2 separate regions of the Hordeum vulgare genome follow, and region 2 is linked to region 1. The links are chromatin contacts, called in public Hi-C maps. All regions are on one chromosome and are shown on one strand. Each heading gives the region's core, a stretch centred on a gene start, on an enhancer-like site or on the middle of the called end of the contact. The rest is flanking DNA. Distances are from core to core; before and after follow the strand shown.

Region 1 (3,383 bases), core at 306-2,805:
CAAGAAACCATCCGACTGTTTTTAAACAGCCGACGATGCTACTAGCGCGGTGCAGCCATGCGGCCTCGTAGGTCGTAGGTGTGGCATCAGATGCCGAGCACCGGCCACGAAGGGTAGATCCACCACGTCGTCTCGCAACGGCCGACGTGCGCGGGTGTGCCATGCCTCGAGTCACGCACACGCGCCCGGCATGCAAGCGATGCACCACCGTCGTGGAGCCGGTCCATTAGGCCAGCATACGTTTTTGTCACATGTGCAGCACATCACACATTCTTCTTTTATCATCCTTTCCACATTATACTACTACTACTATGCGTACTTCCGTCGTTCTCGTGGTTGCCGATGTCTTTGCTTTTGCTTTCGGTGGCTCGGGTAGCAAGTTTGACAATATAAAAGTGGAGTAGATCAAATTTGTGACTCTTGTAACAAGTTTGGAAATATAGGAAGTAGACCAAATCTGCTAGCCTAAGCATGCCTACCTGCCTTAATGTTTGGAACTACTTTGATTTTTTAAATTCAGCTTCGCGTTAGAAAACACAAACCAAATGAAATAGTTTCACGACATGTCGTTCATAAAAAATAAAATCTAAGATATAACTTCGTGTTTTTTTTAAGTTCTTTAGAAGATGCTTTAAAAAATGTAAAAGCTGAAGTTGGAAGAAAATCATCCACCACCGTCAACAGTAAATGGACACCCTTCGTTTTTTCAACTTATCCAATTAAATATATCATTTTTACTAATTTTTTCATTCTTAAAGCCGGAGCTAGATAAAAGACAAACACTAAGTTACAACTTCTATATAAAACTGTCCTAAAATGAATTTAATGAAGCGGAACTAAATTTTATGAAGCAGAACAGTTCTAGATACTACTAATAGATAGGTTTGCATAAGTCTACGACCTTCGACCATGGTTCAAACTTGGAAGGTGGATTCGTCCTTTTCTGCTTGCGGCACAAGCGATGATAATGCCCTGGTGGAGAGAAATAATCTTAAACTTGGAAGATTTAGTTACTGTATTTATTTGTCGCATTTCATACTTTTTGGCAGATACTCCTTCGGTTCATAAATATAAGTGTTTTTAAAGTTTTATTAGAAAACTACATACGGATGAATATAGATATATTCATATGTTCATATGTAGTCTTTTAGTTAAATCTCTAAAAACACATATATTTATACTTAGAAATAGATGAAATAATGAATATATACAATGTCTTTTTTCAAAGGAAAAAAAAGCTATCATGGTTGGAAGCATGGAATGAGTTGGGCAAGTCGTCCATGGACGCGTCCCACGGAAGCAGCGGCGGCGCACGTCGACAGCCCGTAATAAACAAACTGGTCCACGGAGCGGTGCTTCCAGCAATTTCCGCAGGCACACTCCCGTCCCGCTCGCTGCCGCTGGGCCCGCCCAACCGTCGCGTCGCCTCACTGCTCTTCTTCTTCACACATCACACGCCGAGTCCGAGTCCAAACAGCGGAACGGCTCCCCGGAAAAAAAAGGGAGAGAAAAAACAGAGCTCAGTAACTTCGAGGACGCGGCGTGGCGGGGGAAGGAAGGGAGGGAGGGAGGGAGCTCGTCGGCGGCGGCGAGGAGGATGGCGGTGGAGTACCGGTGCTGCGGGGCGGCCTTCTTCGAGCACATCGCCATCATCGCGGTGCTGGTGCTCTTCGCGGGGCTCATGTCCGGGCTCACCCTCGGCCTCATGTCCCTCAGCCTCGTCGACCTCGAGGTCCTCGCCAAGTCCGGCACCGACAAGGACCGCAAGCACGCAGGTGCCGCCCCCCATTCCTTCGCCCGCTCTGCCCCCCACCGCCCCTGCCCGATTTGGTACTACCGCTATTTCAGTTCCGCTGCCCGGGCCGGCTCGCCATTTCGCCGAACAGCCTCCGGGCGTTCGCCCCGCCGAGGAATCAAAAATTCAAAACCGGACGGCGAATGTCGGGGCCGCGCTGCTGCTGCGAGGAGCCGGCGATTCGCTCCGATTTCCCGTCCACGGGGATCCGTGTTCGGACCCTACGTACTAGAGGATTGTTCGGAACTGCTACTAAGGGATCGATCGCTCAGGGGGGAGTCGGGGATGAACTTGTAGGAGTGCTTCCCTTTCCTTTTCTTTCTTTCTTTCTTTCTTGTCTTCTTCGATGAATTCGTGCTGTTCATCGGGAGGCTTGGTGACCTCGTTACTTTGCCTGCGTCCTGTTCAAGTCGATAGAGACAGTGACGCGCCACACTCGGTGCGCTGGCTTGTTCTTTCGGAAAGTGAGAGGTCGTACCGTCGTAGCACTGGCACGGTACAAGGTGGGAAGATGGGAAATTATGTGAGATGGCGTCTGTCAGTACAAGTTAGACAAATAATACCCTGGTCTCCTTCTTATAATCTTGTGTGTGTTTTTTGTCGGTTACGCGGGTGATTACTGAACCCTGGTGCAATTGGAGGCTGATGATGAATTCTAGGCCATTTCTTTAGTTGATTCAAATGCAAAGCACGCCCGCTACAACCTTGTTTTATGAGGCGCATGTTTCAGTTGCAAATTAGTAACATCTAATGCCATCTCTTAGGTGCTAATAGTAATGTTCCTTTTGCAGCTAAGATATTGCCTGTCGTGAAAAACCAGCACCTTCTGCTATGCACTCTTCTGATCTGCAATGCTGCAGCCATGGAGGTACTCTTCTTGATTTTCAAGCCACCCCCTCTATGTAACTCAAGTAGCTGGTAACATGCTTCTTGATGCATACCAGGCATTGCCAATCTTCCTTGATAGCTTGGTGACTGCCTGGGGTGCTGTTTTGATCTCTGTGACATTGATCCTGCTGTTCGGCGAGGTGAGTTGTTAAAACTTTTACTTGTCATGCTCAGCTGCATGGTGTGATATACTAATGGTTTGGTGTAAACAGATCTTACCACAGTCAATCTGCTCACGGTATGGGCTGGCTATCGGTGCCTCAGTTGCTCCGTTAGTCCGAGTTCTTGTTTGGATATGTTTCCCTGTTGCATATCCGATCGCCAAGGTACTTCTATACTCCTAGACTCGATGCGGTTATACACAGGACGGGTTCTCGAACATCCATGATTTGAACTTTTGCCCTTTCTGTTTCAGCTGCTGGACCATGTGCTTGGTCACGGTAAAGCGGCACTTTTCCGTAGAGCTGAGCTAAAAACACTTGTGACACTGCATGGAAATGAGGTAACGTAACTGATTATCTAATCTTTAAAATTGAAATACCATGTCTGTGTGGATCTTAGACAGCAGTAATGTATTTATTTCTCTATGTAAGTAGATATCGAGGCCCACTTTTCTCTTCGAACTCAGCGTCTATCCACGAAACATGATATAGGGTCACACACATTATGTAGTGTCTACCTGGTAAATGCAATTTTGGAT
Region 2 (3,195 bases), core at 383-2,882, 220 kb after region 1:
CAGAAAATAGAACGATACTTTCTCAAAAGTATATATATATATATATATATATATATATATATATATATATATATATATATATATTGAAACAAGTAGTAGTATCACTATCATTTTTTTTTAAATAGCAAGAGAGCATTATTGAAGGAAACGGTTGGGTTTGTTGAAGGAAAACTGGATGAAAACCTACACAAAATGCAACCACACCTCGCTATACTAGGTTTACAACATCGCAAGACAGACCAGGATGTCGGGAAAACTAAACATGAAAGACTAGAGCACACCGTAGCCCCACTATATTGGCATCGTACATCACCTGTTCCACACACGACCCGTCGACTTTGACTTCGCTGGAACAAAACAACACAGCACCTTCGTCAACCAGGTTTGTCGACTTGTCCAATGCTCCCGCATGTCATCGAGCTTCTGCTTCCCACCACCACCGTACAACGGCAAGCCACGAATGGACATGGCAACGCAGACTACGCCACCACTACCAACCGGGATGCGTCGATCAAGAATCTCTCCAAAACAATGCTTCCAACGAAGTAAGGCTGCCTCATTGCCAATCCGACGACGCGGATCTTGGTTTTCACCCGAAGAATGGATCCGAAATGACAAAAGGGTGACAAATCTCGTCGACGATGCCTTCCAGAAGGAAAACGACATTCGCAAATGTTGCCATCACCTGCATTGAACAATACTTTCTTTCAGAGAATCTACGCCCAACGTCGCACCACCACCAATAGACCACACACCATCACATGTTGCTACACTCCAACACGTCTTGCACCCGCACCTCCAGCCGCTCCTAAGGCGACCCAGGCACCCAATGCAGCCAGGACGTGACGAGATCTGGCCCGCCCGCTTGCAACCGGTTGTTGCCTCCCCGTCCGAGGCCACGCAAAGCCCCCGCCTGGGACACGGCTGGCCCAACGAGGAGGCCCCTCTGGAGCCACATGTGCCGAACCCGCCATCGGCTTGGAACATGCCAGATCTAGCTCTCCCGCACGCAACCTTCGTTACGCCCATACGAGAGGAGACGCGGCCCCTAGCCCCAACACTGCACATCCACCACCGGCCTCAGCTATAACCAGCTAGAGATCCAGCCATCAACCAACGTCCGAGGTTATGCCTCCGGGAGCCGCCGCAGACCAGGAAAACGCCCCGCCGCCGCCATCCCCACTTCCTTCCGGGCTTCGCGGGGTGAACCCCTCATGTGACGACGAGGGGAGGGAGGAAGTGGGACGGCGGCGGATCGAGGATCCCCCCCCCCCCCGAGTCGCAAGAGGAGGGCGACGCGGGGGTCACCGGGAACCGGATACCATCATTTTTTCACACACACATAATTTATTTATTTTTTTGAAAGTGCACACACACAGACACAAAATGCTTGCGAAGAAGAAACTGTACTTCCAAGCCAAGCCACAGAGACAAGAGCCGGGGGCCATCAACATGGATCACCATCGCACGTACACTACCGCCGCACGCATGCCCCCACCAAAGAGGCCATTACCACCACTCATCACTCACTGTCACCGGCCACCAAAAGCATCATCGAGCCTCACTCACTCACCAAAAAAAACACCAACAGTAAATAAATAAACAAAGGAGGAACCCAAAACGAGGGCAAAAGCAAATCCAAAGCAAAAGGGCCCAGTGAAAAGACAGGCCATTGCTATTTAAGGCCCACCACCCCTACTCCAGTCCAGTCCCCCAAACACCCACACACACACTCCCTGCCTCTGCCTCACCCCACTCCAACCACACACACACACACACTGCCTCCAGCTCCAGCTCCAGCTCCGGCAGCAATGCCCGCCGCCCCCTCCTTCCCGGACGCTTCGTGAGCTCTCCGCCGCCGCCATGGAGCTCGGGCAGGTGCTGGGCTTCACGCCGCCGGCCCCCAAGGACGCCCAGAGATCCGGCGGCTTCGCACAGGCCACCGCCGGCCCCTACCCCTACCCCTCCCCCTTCCTCGACCAGCAGAAGATGCTCAGCTTCTCCAAGGCCGCCGCCGCTCCTCCGCCATCAACAGGTCTTTCTTGGACTCCCTCGTCCCGCGTCTTTCGCATCTGTCATCTTGGCTCGATCCGCTCTCTGCATCCATCTCTGCGAGCCATGATAGATGGGCAGTGCTCTGGCGTCCGACTGTTCCCCTGCTCAAAAATAAAAAAATAAAAGGGTCAAAAGCAGGTAGCTATGGCCATGGGGATTTGCTCACATGTAAATAAATCTACCCATTCGCTGGCCTTTTTACTACTGCTGCTCAGCCAAGGCTGCTCCATTCCATCGCTTCTTTTTACCACTGCTTTTTTTTTACACTTTTGTCTTGACTCGGCGCCTGCAATAATAAGTAGGAAATAAATAACCAGGCATGGATATTTTCATTCAAGATAAGGCTGCTGCTGCTTCTTTGAGCATTTGCTCATACTGGATGGTTCTTTTTTTTTGTATCTAGGTATGGATTTTGGGAGGTCAAATGAGCAGAGGCTGCTGCTGGCCAGGAGCAAGATGCCCTTCACTCCTTCACAGTGGATGGAGCTGGAGCACCAGGCCCTCATATACAAGTATCTCAATGCAAAGACCCCCATACCTTCCAGCCTGCTCATCTCCATCAGCAAGAGCTTCAGATCCTCCTCCGACAGAAGTAAGCATCCTGCCAAAACATCTACTCCTCGCATCTCATTCCTTGATCGAGGTAATATTTCTATATATACACTGATGTGGTAAAAGAACTGTCTGGATAGGAATGTGAGAAAAAGTACTGTCCTGCACGTGATATATAAAGGCATGCCAGCAAAGCCCTACATATTTATTTCGTTTTCACATTATCTCCATGGACAGAAATTTGTAGATCGAAAATATCAGTACATACATGTCATTGGATGCTTCATATAGCTGTCTTAGGTAACAGGTCAGCATATGTACATGTATGCCAGTGGAGTTGCAGATATGAATATATCAGTGAACATTGCAAGAGTGCTGCATGTATGATGTCTCAGTTATCTATTTGGATTTAGTCACCAAACAAGTTAACATATGTATGGAGCACAACCTTAATACCATCTACTAAGTACTTGGATATGAAACTATAAATGCAAGCAGAGCCTGACATGCTTCCCTGTAATGCAGTGACTTGGAGGCCCGCCTATCAAGGGTTCACCAATGCAGATTCTGACCCGGAACCTGGAAGAT

The links. Hi-C and Micro-C count contacts between places; a contact is called where the count stands out from the background.
Region 2: a Hi-C map of leaf shows a contact between it and region 1, with 6 times the contacts expected there. The contact joins the promoter of LOC123447055 here to the promoter of LOC123447052 in region 1. A contact is called at or near these places in 4 of 6 Hi-C or Micro-C datasets (leaf, seedling and an unstated tissue) and 1 of 1 datasets of contacts at active chromatin or transcription factors (embryo).

What each region holds. Positions count from the first base shown.
Region 1 is chr4H:7,462,018-7,465,400 of MorexV3_pseudomolecules_assembly, forward strand. It overlaps LOC123447052 (DUF21 domain-containing protein At2g14520), which reads left to right and starts at 1,556. Exons shown (of 11, transcript XM_045123614.1): 1 at 1,556-1,775; 2 at 2,587-2,663; 3 at 2,740-2,823; 4 at 2,896-3,009; 5 at 3,099-3,185. The coding sequence starts at 1,598.
Region 2 is chr4H:7,679,307-7,682,501 of MorexV3_pseudomolecules_assembly, forward strand. LOC123447055 (growth-regulating factor 9-like) reads left to right here and starts at 1,633. Exons shown (of 4, transcript XM_045123618.1): 1 at 1,633-2,035; 2 at 2,459-2,647; 3 at 3,133-3,195. The coding sequence starts at 1,864.